2 separate regions of the Zea mays genome follow, and region 2 is linked to region 1. A link is a contact called in public Hi-C data. All regions are on one chromosome and are shown on one strand. Each heading gives the region's core, a stretch centred on a gene start, on an enhancer-like site or on the middle of the called end of the contact. The rest is flanking DNA. Distances are from core to core; before and after follow the strand shown.

Region 1 (6,960 bases), core at 2,631-5,130:
AGTGGTAAAAAACTACACAAAATTTGCAGTTTGCATATCAGCAAATGAACAAAGAATAACTATGCACCATCACTCGTAGTCTATAATTTAAGCTCTACACATGCAAGGGGTGAGAGGGTTCTCCCATAGGTCATAGTGTGGGAAGGTGGATTCGGGGAGCCCGGTTCGTGTCTCATGGGTGATCATCACGTTCTCCACGAAAGTCGCCCAAGGCATGTAAGGGTCCCCGAAGAACTTGGACATGAGACCCTTGTCTGGCTTGATTGACTTGAGCCTGTGGCGGCCCATGTAGCGGCGGTAGCCGATGATCAGCTTGGCGAAATTGCCACCGTGGGTCATGACGAACACATCCGACTTCAGGCACACCAAGAAGTCCAGTGCAGCAAGACTAGTTACATGCTTCTTGAAAGGCTCCATCTCCTCCTTGCTAGCAAGATCTTCTTTGCTAACCTGCAATTACCAAAGGGTAGGTTAGTCGCATGAAATCTTGGCTAGTAGTTCCTTGGGCAGATTCTACAAATATACACATTCCTCCTTTGAGAATCTTTTGCATTCTGGCTATATTTTGAATAGCAAAGGCAGGAGAAAAAAAGACCTGCTAGATAAACTTCAGAAACACCTACCAGATTGGGGAACATATTTCTCAAGGGTGCCATTCTGTTGTTTCCACCATACACCTGCCCTGATGCAACATATATCTGAGTTTCCTTAGTATACCCCATCTCACGCAAAATAATTCCTATTTCCCCCGGCTCAAGCGGACAGCGGCCTTCTTTTCTCTTTTCTAGTGCTAGTGACCATAAGTGAGATCCATTCTGTAAGCAACAGGTGAACCATGTATTCAAATAGTGCATTGGTCACTGAAGAAAGATCCACCATTCTTTCATAAAACTGAAGGAGAACTGAAAAGGAATATAGTATTAAGGAAAAACTGAAAGTTGGCATCACCTTGTACCGCCTTGGCCATTGCTGCTGTCTGTAAGTAGCCATCATAGCTTTCTCCTCCCTAGTTCCAGCAAAATCACAAAATGAAAGGCCCACCATTCCTTTCTCAAATCGCAAATGAAGAGCCCTTTGGAAGCAGGTGCGATGGAGCATGAGATAATAATTTCTCAACTGCAGACAGCCGATTCTTAATAGAAGAGAACGAACTGAGCTTACATGTATGGATTTAAACTTCCTGTTCGATTCCTCATCCTTGTTGCTAGCTTGTCAGCCATCTCTTCAATGTCAGGTAGAAACTTCAAAGCATGATAATTAACTCGGCACCTCAGTCGGTTAATCTCCATTGGAACATTATCATATCTGAAATGGAACGATTATACATAATTAACACATCTAAAGATGTATCTAAAGGATAGGACAATGGTTACTTATGTTGCCATCTTGATGCTGTGATACACTTACCCTAACCTATCAACAAACGGCTTGATTGACATTATCTTTTTCTCTTTGATCCTTGGAAAGACATTATCAATATAAAATTGTGCTGATGCATACTTTGGGACATTTTTCACAGTGCGCCTGTTACAACAAACATACAAAACCTTAAGGAGAGAGTTACAAACACAATCTCTAGCTACATCAACTTTCTGTAAGGATAATAACTCTTGCAAAAACAAAAGATGGAGAATAGAAGTCCAGCAGTAATTTCCAGTCAGGTTGCACTTCTGGTTCATGCGGTTGAGGTGTAATAATCCTCACTAACAATCATAATGCTTATATTGATGACAAAAGGAGAGTAACTTTATACTGTAGATAACACCAATATCAGTATAAAACTTGTGTGTAATTTTTAGCAACAAGCTATTCAGTAAGTAACAGTTAAGACACAATGGATAGCTGAAAATGAAGAGACTAACTTTATACTAGTGAAAAGCTCATCCTTTTCTGTAAACCAGTCAGGAATATCTCGAACAATGCGCACATCCTCCTTCAAATAATTTATAAAATGGTCTACATCAAAGATGTCTTCGAATTTCCTGCACAAAGAGATATAAGTTCTCAACTACTACAGGAATCACAAAAAGAGAACACATAATGTAAACGAAAAGGGTAACCATAAGTTGTTTAAAAGGAAATCATAGTTCATCACTTACGTTTGATCTTTCCATATTTGGTCCTGCTTTAGCACTGGCAGAATAAGTGTGGCATTCATTATCTTAGCAATTGCAACAGCATTACATATCTGTAAACAAATCATATATCCCAACAAAATTAATAAATGTGCAATGCTACTAAGATAACATGAAGACAAAAAAATCTGGCAACAGGATGATGATCTTCTGAACTATAATATTAAGAACGAAACATCATAAAGAAAAATTAGAAAGTAGAAAAAAAAGTTTAGTTACGTTAACATTTTCCATTTCCAGTCTAAATAGTGGAATCAGTCAAGAGTTTACTCTTTACAAGACAACTACTCAAAGGGCAAAATTGTGAAAGGCACATACATACAGCTATACGTTGCTGGTTTAATCCACCCTCGGCATGAATAAATATAAACCCAGAAGTTTCATTCTCTGACACGAGGTCTGCAAAATAGAGATCAAACTGGTTATTGTCAGGATTGAACCATAGCTTTTCAAGTGAATGTCTTGTGCTAAGTTGCTGCTTGGTAAACAAAAATAATAATGAGGAACTAACGTGATTTGAAAAGTCATGGCTTACAAAGTTAAAATTCTTTCCTAAGAGGGCATATAGCCATGCACAATTGAGATCCTAGACATGGTGCTTTGGTAAAAAAATTGGCAGGTGCTTAAGTTATCTCTTCAAGCTTAAGATGTGCTAACAAATTGGCTGAGCCTATTTAGACTCCGATTTGATTCAGATAGATTAACTTTTATACAGATGCTGGGCGTGACAACATCATAACTTTTTTCTTGGCATAATTGTCCTATTTAAAATTTACTCTGCGGTTATACAGATTGCACATCCATGATTATTTTCTCCAACCAGTGTAATTCCAGACTAAGAGTGGCACGTCATCAAATGAAAAACTGTCATGGCTCACATCCAAGTCACTAATAACAAATCAGGGTCATAAATACAGCAAACTAGGATGCAACTAAAGCAGCCACCCAATTAGCATCAAACTTTTAGCCAGAACACTCTGATTTTGTACTTGCCTGAGACTTCATGACTCTGACGCTCAGCACACGGCTTCCACCAAGTTGCTGCAGCATGAGGATTCTCCCACAGAGAGTCCCGCTGCCTCACCTACATCATAACACCAAGCCAAACAAAATCACATTCAGGCTCCAATCACATTGCATGCACAATCAGGTTCCCCTGAATGCGTTGCTCAAGTGAAGGCCTCTTTACCCTGGGGCAGTGGAGCCGAATCCCCTCCTTGCGGCACAGGTACGGCGCGTTCTAGGGTCCAGCAGCAGCACGAGCGTAAGCAGCGAGTCTGATATCTCGATGAAACGTAACGAATATGATACGAGAGGAAGCGATCAGGGAGCCAAGAACTGACGAGGCGTGTCCAGACGAAAGGCGCGAAGAAGAGCGCAGTGAGCGCGAAGCAGGCGATTGCGGCGACGAGAATCCGGTAGGAGGCGGAAGCCGTGGGGGACCTGGGGTCCTCGAGCGCGAGGAGGGAGCGGAAGGGGGGGCGGGAGTGACCACCTTGGCTGGGGGCGGAGGCCGTCCTTGCCGCCGTCGACGCGGGGGGACGCGACCAAGGGCGAGGACGCGGACGCGGCCTCGGCGTCGCGCTTGGATGGGGAACTGGTGGCGCGGGTCGCCGCCGTGGCGTGCCGCAGCTCGGCCATGGCGCCGCCGCGCGGCGTATCTGTGGCGGGTGCCGCTTCTTCTTCAACCTTGCTCCTTCCGCGGTGGCGGCGCTGGTGTGTGTCGTGTCGCGGTTGCGGAGGCGAGGCGACGGCGGCGAAGTAATCTCCCGAGTCCCGGCTCCCGAGAGAAGTGAGGACAGAGTTGGGTCGGGTTCGAAAAAACAACGGGGAACAAACTACCCAGTCAGGCCCACACAGCCCTGTTGTAGTCTTGTAGACCTTAGCGTGTTTCTAGTTCACCATCTCTCGGTCAGTCAAGTCAGCCCTCACTTCATTCTCGCGCCCTACTCCAGTGCACAGTAACCTCAGTCTATAGCTACATCAATTTTTCTATTTCAACATTAAGTAATTCACATACATTTATTTTAGCACTCAAAAATCACACAACATTTTTATAAAAATTAAAATACAAAGTACACAATAATTCAAAGAAAGTACATGACAATTAAAATATATAATAATTAATAGAAAATTATATAAATCTAATGATTATTATGTCATCATACATGCTCAACCAAATCATTTAGGAGTTGTGTCTACATCGATGTGTTCGTCATCTCGTTGTCCATTTAAATCCTGGATGCTAGGCTCGCGGTTGCATTGTAGTAGACTAATGGGCCGACGGTAGAATCAACTGTCTCATATGTCTCATCCAAATCGGTATCACGCTCGTCATCGATGATCATCTTGTGCAAAATGACACATGCACACATGATCAAACCAAGAGTATGTTGAGAGTATGAACGTCCAGGAACTGCTATAATGTTGAACCGAGATTTCAACACCCCAAAAGCGCACTCGACATCTTTGCGGCATGTTGCTTGAGCATTTGTGAATAACTGATGTTTCTCACTTTATGGAAGAGGAATACCCTTGATGAACACTGGCCAGGAAGGGTATATGCCATCGGTAAGATAGTATCCCATATTGTATTTGTGTCCATTAACAATGAAGTTCACTATGGGTGCTTGACCTTGAAGGACATCCTTGAATAATGGCGACTAATTGAGTACGTTAATGTCATTGTTGGACCCGACCGCCCAAAAATGCATGCAAGATCCATCGATCATACGATGCAACGACTTCTAAGATGATAGTGGGATGTTTGATATCTGTCCTTGTGAATTGACCGACATAGGCGACCGGACAATTCCTCCATTGCCATTGCATGCAATCAATACTCCCTAGCATGCCTGGAAAGCCACAGTCTTCTGCTTTTGCTTGTAGACGCTGAGTATCAGCGACATTTGGTTGACGACAGAACTCCTCCCCATAACAATGAATGATACCCTCACAAAACTTCTCTAGACACTCTAATGTAGTCGATCTAGCTAGCTTTAAGTACTCATCTATCGAATATACAACGAATCCATAGGCTAACAAGTGCAGAGCTGCGATGCACTTTTGTAGGAGAGAGAGACCAAGTCGACCCAGATCATCTTCTCTTTGGGTGAAATACAGAGAGTATTTACCTAATCTATGCATAGTACTAAAACAATTGTCGCCTCATGTGATACCTGCGCCAAAAGTAATTCGAAGGATACACACAGTCATCGGTGAAGTAGTCTTGATGAAGCCGATCATGGGCAGACTCACGATCACGATTGATGTAACGTCGATGACTCTTCATTGAGGTTGAGCATAGACTCATCCATTGCTGCTTACAATGCATTACACATTGCACCTTCGGCTCCTTCACTTGAGTTCGTGCTCGAGGAAGATATTACGTGGAGATGAGTAGAAAAGGCGAGTTTCAAGAGAGAAATGAGATGAAATGGTGTGTCAAATGAGCTCCACCCAGGTAGGGTATTTATAGAGGGATTGGGATAAATTTGTGATTTTTTGCAATTTGTTTTTGAATCTTTTGGACTCCAAACGGTCAAAAACGGCCAGTTGCAACGGCTAGCACACGTGGCGCCACGTGGACCAATAGGAAGCTACCACCTCGCTCTCGCCTATCCCTCTCACCCGTGCACTCATCGCCTTGTCTATCTCTCGCCTGTCTCTCGTCCGCCTCTCTCCCGGACGTGTGCGAGAGCGCGCGCGAGAGCGAGGCGATACCGCCCGCTCTCGCCGGGCACGAGCAGCTGTGAGACCTTGTTTGATTTTGGTAAATGATTAACAACTTAGATGGACTAATAAGTTTTATATTGAGATACACATGTGATTAGTCCGCAGTACACTAGTGTGAGCTATCTGGTCCATGGTGGTGATGTGGCTTGGTGATATTGATATGTTCATCTAGTGTGATGAAGGAGCTCATTGCATATGAAGACATGACATGATGTCATGTGGCTATATGGAGAACATCAAGAGACATGTCTTGGCTTAGATGGACCAAGTTTCTAGTGTGAAGGGCAAGTAAGAGGCTCATGTGTGAGAGACCACATGGCGATGAAGCAAGAGCAAGGACTTGGCACTGATGGACATAATGAAATGGTGAAGAGCAAGCTATGTTTAGATGGATGAACCAATAAGGCCATGTGATGACATGGAGTGGATCATATCATTATAGAGATATCAAGACAAGCGTTGATCTGGGCTATTCATCAAGTGGATTAATGAAGATGATGGAGGAACTTCATGCTATGAACAAATGGTATAAAGTAGGATGGTTGGCTACACTTATGGATGGCCATTGTTCATCATTTGAGGAGATGGAATTGAATGCTCAAGGCAAAGGTAAAAGATAGCAGATAGGTTTTTTTGCTTTTGCCGGTCAAAAGGTGTTTAAAGAAGAATATTGATCGGATTAGTAGGCTAGATAGTTGTACTATCAAGAGGGGTCAATAATATCTTCTTGATGAGATCTTAGTGCCTCAAAGAACATATAGTTGATGCATGTGCATGAGGGCTAACAACGCTTTGGTTTTTCAAATAAAAACGTATTCAAAAGCGATTTTGAATATAGGCTGAATTGAGGTACTGGCGGACCGTCCGGGTCTAACTCGAGGTGATGGACAGATCCTTGGAGTTTTTGTATTGCGGACCATCCGTGGTATAAATTTCAGCAAACATGCAGAGTCAGCAAAACTTCGGTTTGGCTCAGTTTTATGTATCGCGGACCATCTGACCTTGAGGGGCAGATCCTCCGCAAGTCATTTTTGGATGCTTTGACATTTTTTATATCCGTTTATAGTCGTTGGGATTCTTGTGCAAATGG
Region 2 (6,960 bases), core at 3,305-5,804, 88 kb before region 1:
CTCAGTTGTTTGGTAGTTCTTACTTTACAGTTGTTTCCAAACATGCTTCCATCAACTTTCCAGGACAAAATGAAACAAGAGGTATGTTCTTGACTATTTGTAAGTTGCAACTACCTAAAATTATGTTGCTTATTAGTTGTGACACATCTCTCCAAGTGAAATACTGCCATATGCTTAAGTTAGGAAGAGCCATTAAATTGGTGTACACACCTCAATATTTTTTTTTGCAAAAAGTGAAGTTAGTAGAAATAATACTCCAGTTTTTGTATGGAGTGGATATATAAGCTTGTAATTAGATCACGTTCAAATACTAGCTTGGTTGTCACTAGAATTTCCCCATTTGGGTTGCAATAACTACAATTGAGAACCGACCCAATGTGTCATGCTCTCCCAAGGCACTGCTGATTCTAACTATTTAAATTAAAGCAATATATTAGTGCATAGAGTGAGAAACATGTAGAAAAAATAATAAAGTCAAGACTACACAAAATGAACTTAGCAAGTAAAGCCTGTAGCTGCCTGTAGTTTATTGACAAATAAAAATGAATCAAGGAATGCGTTAAAAATGGATCGAGGAAGAAACTGGCACCATAGTAATTTGAGAGCAGCTGCCATTCTCCTTTTATTCCATCTGATTATGTCAGAGTTTATGATGGCAAGGGAACCCTTGAGGAAGAGGAAATTGTTGAAGCGCGTTTCATCAAGATCGAAGCAGCGTATGAGATGTTGATTGATGGTGAAAGGAGAAGAGCATATGATAGAGAGCATCATGTGAATCCGATAAAGGTCTGAATTTTCTTGGCCACTTAGGTTATCATTTCATTATGTGCAGGATGTAGTTCCACTCCATCTTTTTATTTGTTTGCTAATAAATGTTGTCTGTTACCACCTTTTTTATTCAGGGTTTACACATTTTAGTCAAAATTTTAGTTTTTCAATCCTGATTTAGCTTCATGGTTCTGAAGCCAAGAAAAGGAAGCATCATTCCCTCCTTGTCATCTACTAACTTACAAAGCAGTAGTGTTTGTGTCACACCCGGTTTTAATTCAGGGTGTTACAGTTTGTTGCTTTGCTTTTCTTGCTGCAAAACTGGACTAGGACTGATGGAATATATCAGCATCTAGCAATTGGTAATAGCAATTATATGTGGGTCCAACATTCATATGTCTTCAAATAGTGAGCACTTGAGACCTTATTATCTGCAAATTGAGACCTTATTATCTGCAACTGCAGCTACTAGAATATAAAGCAACATTTGAATTGTTAGAGTGTTATGGTAATTTAAGTTGAGATTACAAAGGTGAATTCCAGAGCAATGGCCTATTTAAAAGTAGTATTTATGTTGTTCTGATAACCTTCTTTTCTTTGAACTAGGATTCTCAAGCATGGATGGAGTGGGTAATGAAGAAGCAGAAAGCTTTTGACCAACGTGGTGACATAACTGTGGCTGCTTGGGTTGAGCAGTAGCAACGTGAAATGACACTACGAGCATGACGTCTCTTGCGCTCAAAGGTGAGCCTATGCATTACACTGTTCCACTTCTGTCTAATGAAAGACAAAGATCTCGACACTTCCCTTTCAAAACCAAAATAGCATTACACTGTGCGGTCCAACATCTTTGCTTATCAGTTATCCTCATGATATGTATTTTTCACTGAATCCAACTTTCAAAATACTAGATCTAGGTTGATCCTGAGAAAGAAAAGAAGCTATTTGCCAAGGAAAAGAAGGCATCCATGGAATTCTACTTCAAACTCTGAAGACGCATACCCTTGTGCTACGAAAGAGGGATATTATGTGCAAGAAGGCTGAGGACGAAAAGGATATTATTTCGATTAATAGTGACATTGAGCTAAATTTTGGTTGTTTGAAATGGCAGAATTGGATATTTATTATGATTGTTGAGTTTTTCTTGATAACATCACTAAACAATGTCTTACGCGTTCATAAGTGACCCCGTTGCAACGCACTGGCATATACCTAGTATAATATAATATAATAGATTTTCGAATGCACTCTCTCACCACCTCTACCAACATGTTGGTTTGTACGATTTGCATTAAGTGACTGGCTTGCACATGATATATTCCTAACAAGTAACAAGTAAAGACATTCATAGATTTTTATCCCTAATCCATGACTTGATTCACGGCAAAACGCTCTTTGTTTTCTCCACTACGGTGGGCGTTCAGAAGAGGCTAGGGCTCGGTGGGCTGTGTGGGCCTAGGGTTTGGTTTGTTCACCGTTTCCCTACACCTAACACACATGAAGTCATGAAGTTACAACGGTTGGCATTCCTCTCCCAAGAAGCCCATGGGCCTTTGCTAAAATTGCTTAACTAAGCTCGTATTTGTTTATTGTTTTTTAAGAAAAGAGTACCGAAGCACTTCCCTTGTTTCCAAGAAATTTAGCTGCAGGTCTACTGATTAAAGATCAGCCAATATAGTCATCTCAAAAGAAAAACTGGAAACAGGGAAAAAGGCCGGTTCTTCCCAAGATATCACTAGGCGGCAAATGGGCTTTGTAAAGGGGTGTGGCAACGATAGATGAAGCCCTACACAAAACATAATGTTTCTGATGGGGCCACCCTCTAGCCTGTCCACCGTTAAGGCCTTGTTGTGCCATAGGATCCAAACGTGTACTTTTCATTTGTTTTTCTGTTTGTGCCTTCGAGATGAGTTTGTGCTTGAATGTTTGATATGATCCTCTTAAGGATTATTTGGGAACAAAGGGGTTGGAGGGGATTGAGGATAGGTTTGGTGATCAGGGATCATGAGGGGATCCATGGGGGAGTAATCCCCTTGCTATTCAATGTCACCAAACCAGTCCTAAAGGGGTTAAAATCCCCTTGAATATTCCCTCACTCCCAAACATACCCTTAATGAATCATGTATGCCGAACATGTGGAGTAAATTCCATTGGTTGTCCACTTCCAAATGATTTCCTCCACATTGGGTTGTACATGCACCCCTTGCACATCAGTTGTACATGTGTTAAAGAGGGTGATCTTACAGTTGCTATGGACCATCGGTCCTTAAGTTGTTTGGTGGTAAGATGGTGAAATTGCATGTAGACGCTATTTGGACCCAAAAGATCAATCCTTTTTCTATGGTTGCACTCAATCAATTGTAGCACCAAAAAAATGAACAATAAAGAAAAATGTGGATATCATTATTTGATTTGCCATCTCATTATTATAACATGGGTTAAACATAATTAAGAGAACGAAATGTTTAATAAAATACTCTATGCGTCATGTTGGAATTCTTGTTTGCTTGTGCATTTAAATAATAATAACAATAATAATAGTAGAAATACAACTATGAGATGATAATAGGAATTGACCCTAAATTTAGGTTTGAAAATGCAAAATCAGAGGGAGAGATACTATAAAAAAACATATATATATATAATACAAAATAAATTTTATACTGGGATGATCAAATTGTATATTAAATTGGAGGACCCATTTGCCACAAAATTTGGAAGTTCAAATTTGAAGGTTGATTTGAATTTGAAAATAGGGAATAAAACAAAAATAGAAAACAATTCCAGCCATGTGGGCCTCATTCCCCTCCTTTCGGCCCAAACCCTCATCCCTCTACCGATGGACCGGCCCTCTTCAATGGCCTCGCGTGCGTGTCGCTCCCTGGGCATCGCTGGCACGTGGGCCATGTCGTCAGCCGCACAGAGCGCCCATCGTTGACATGTGGGACCAATGCCCAGAGGGGGATGGTTCTTCTTCCACTGGCTGCTGTGCCGTGTAAACAACCCGTGAGGACCGTGCCCAGAACTCCATCTTCGCAGGGAATTAGTTGCGGATAGTAGCTATTCTCGCGGGGAAAGTGGGGCATAAGATGACCAGGCGTCACCCCACACTTCCCTAGCACCATCTCCCCCTCTACAGGTTCACCGCAACGATCGTGCGATGATGGCGGGCTCCGGCGGAATCCTCGCCCGGCCTTCCTTGGGGCTATAAGATTGGGCGCTTGGGTTGCCGTCTTTTCCTCCCATCAACGCATGCTACCCGCGACCGAGCGTGAGAGAGAGATCGGGAGAGGAGTGACGCAGTCGGAGCTCAGGAGCGGCAAGAAGAGAGAAAAGCGGAGGAGCGCCGTCGACGGCTTGCGTCCAGAGTCGCTCTATCCTCGATAGATGGCTTAGGAGGGTCATAGAGGTGTCCCAATGGTGTCATGACCTTACCCCCCAGAACTTGGGCAGTTGCGCAGCAATTTCTCGCCGAAGTAGAGGAACCACCGCAATTCCGCCCTCCGCCGTGGTCAGTGCTCCTGCTTGTGTGGCGCACGGTAAGGACTTCTCCATGTAATTCGCATTGGTGTACACATAGTGTATCCGCGTTCGATTATGGGATTAGGGCGAGTGCGTGAGTCAGGAGGGCTCACCGGCGTTCATCGCCGTCGTACCGGTGGCGCCTCCTGGTCTACTAACGTGGGTGGAAGAGGGTCTCTTGGCCGTTGACACCCAGTTGGACGGCTCAGATTGAGCATAGCAGTAACCTTTCAGCGCATTGTATCTGAATCGTCGATCGGGGGATCGAGGACCAGGGATGAAATGCAGACGTGGTTGGTTTCGGGCCGTGGATCCTTGATCCTATGGCCTGGATGCATATGAATTCATAAAATGGTATAGTCTAATCTGAACCATAGACTTCTAATCTGGCGGCCCAATGCAGTCCTTACCCTTTTGGCCATGGTCTTTCGCATATGAGCCCCTTCCCTTTTCACAAATGAACATGCGGTCCACTGCGGAATTAGCTTGAGTCTAGGAAACCTTGCACAGAGGTCTGCTATTTTCTGTTATTGTGCACGCAGTCCAGTGCTGTGAGAAAATAAGAAAAAGGGTTTAGAAAATGGATTTCTAGTGCCAAAATAATTCTAGAACTTATAAAATTCATAGAAAATTCATACTAAGTCCAAATGAGTTCATTCGAATTTCTATAATTCTATAATATTATGGTTTATCACATAGTGTCTCTGGTTTGACATGAAAACTGCATTAAAATTAATATTCTATTTAATCTTGTACAAAACACATAAAATCCTTAGAAATTCATTACTTAAAATCTATAACCCCCGATTTTATCCGTTCAAGTTGCGTTAGTCTCGTATAAATATTTACTATGCAATAACAACATTTATTATACCATGCCTCATTATTTTATAATTAGATTTCTATTTAACTTATGTTGGTTAGTCTTGTTAATCTACTTATCATTATAATCTACTAGAATATAATTTATGGTTAATTTATAACTTAGATTAAAGTTGAGATAATTATTTATAGAATAACCTCTCATATGATTTATATTAACCAATTTATAATATAGTTTAGTATTTTAATCACATAAATCCTCCATAGAATCATAACTCCTTAACATTAACTCTGATTTTAGTGGTTCTCGTTCCCACGATCTCGTAGCAACACGTAGATCATTATTATGCAGTATGTTCTTATGATTGGTGTGATGTTAATTTTTGTCTATACCATGTTTGTTGTATTGCTATGACTAGCAGCGAGGTTTCGAGTCGCCTGAAGATCACCCTGGTAACTGGAATCTCAAGTGCCAGGCAAGTTGTGCCCTTGATCCACTCTTGTTACCCAATAATATTCTTTATTATCACTATTCAATGCATAGGCTTAATTTTGATGGGACCCAATAGGTCACCCTAGTCTGTTTATCCTTTTTACCTTGTTTTACCCCTGAATCACATGGGAAGTTTATGCTATTGCTTTACATGGTTTTGGGTTAATATTTCATTATATCCATGTTCCAGTTATTTTGTTATTCTATTTATGTTCATGTCAAGATCATTATATTATTGTTAATTGGAACATGGAGCTTAACTTGAGAAACACGTGCCACCATAAGGGAGGAATGGGACCCATTGGCTAACTAATTAGGAAAGCTAGTGGAAGACTACCTTACCCGAAAGGTGCAAGGGCAGTAGGGGAGTTGCATGCAAGGAGGTTCTCGGGTTGATTTTGCTGCGATGGCGGTCAGACGGGTGATTCTTGCAAGTGCTCTTCCCATAAACTGTAGCGGGTTTTCGGAAGCTAGTGGAACTTTGTAAAGGCCTCGTAGTGGATCCCTAGCCATTCACCTCGGTAGTGTCTAAGGGTCTAGCTAGCCCTGGTGACATGGGAAACACGACTTGTGGGTAAAGGGTACAACCTCTGCAGAGTGTAAAACTGGTATACTAGCCGAGCTCACGGTCAAGAGCAGCTCAGGACTCTCTGATGATTAATTTATGAAACTTAAATTCAATTTTGTCATTTACATTTGCTTGGGATTATTATTAATTTTGTTCTATTATTTTTATTAAGGTTTGGTATTCACTTACTGTCGGGTACCATAATTAGGGGTACCCCCAACGCTCCTAATCATGGCTGGTAAACACCCTTAGACCAACTAACGGGTGCGGTTCAGGTCAAGACTTCGTCTACCCGAGGGACGCGATCTCACCCGAGCCCAGCCTCGGGTGAGGACAGTAGTCCCAAATGAGTTCATGCCTCGCCAGAGGGCCTCCTTAGGCAGCGGGCGCCCCCTCGGCTCTCCTGAGGCCCGGCTCGGGTAGGCTTCGTTGTGAAGCAACCTTGGCCAGACCGCCTCATCAACCGACCGCTTCGCAGGCGCATTAAATGTAGGGGATGCCTGACACCGTATCCTGACACACGCGCCTCAGTCGGGCAGGCCGAAGTGACCGCAGTCACTTCGCCCCTCTTCTTTACTATCTGATATGACAGGAAAACAGCGTCGCTCGCTCCGCTCCGACTGCCGTGTCAGCCACCCCGGCGACGACTGACAACAAGTCACGATCAACCACCGAGTTCAGCCTCGGGCGCAACAGGAAGCTCCGCCTCGCCCGACCTCATGCTCCGGCCTCGGGAAGAGGTTTTCGCCTCGCCCGACCTCAGGCTCCGGCCTCGGGGAGGAGGTCT

Evidence for each region. A called contact is a pair of places that touch in the nucleus more often than the background predicts.
Region 2: a contact with region 1 is called in a Hi-C map of leaf, with 10 times the contacts expected there. The contact joins the enhancer-like site here to the promoter of LOC100383057 in region 1. A contact is called at or near these places in 5 of 25 Hi-C or Micro-C datasets (bundle sheath, ear, endosperm and 1 more).

The regions. Positions count from the first base shown.
Region 1 is chr5:52,899,439-52,906,398 of Zm-B73-REFERENCE-NAM-5.0, reverse strand. LOC100383057 (O-fucosyltransferase family protein) reads right to left here and starts at 3,880. Exons shown (of 11, transcript NM_001175733.1): 1 at 3,631-3,880; 2 at 3,325-3,375; 3 at 3,129-3,219; 4 at 2,458-2,534; 5 at 2,100-2,188; 6 at 1,863-1,982; 7 at 1,408-1,524; 8 at 1,162-1,305; 9 at 949-1,072; 10 at 624-815; 11 at 1-450. The coding sequence starts at 2,158. The coding sequence ends at 88.
Region 2 is chr5:52,987,740-52,994,699 of Zm-B73-REFERENCE-NAM-5.0, reverse strand. No RefSeq gene overlaps it. Among protein-coding and RNA genes, the nearest start is that of LOC109939478, 45 kb to the left of the region's middle. Within about 2 kb of position 4,554, at least 18 of the 20 cell types and tissues checked have an H3K27ac peak or open chromatin away from gene starts, as enhancers often do. A contact at or near this core is called in bundle sheath, ear, endosperm and 1 more, where this site is marked.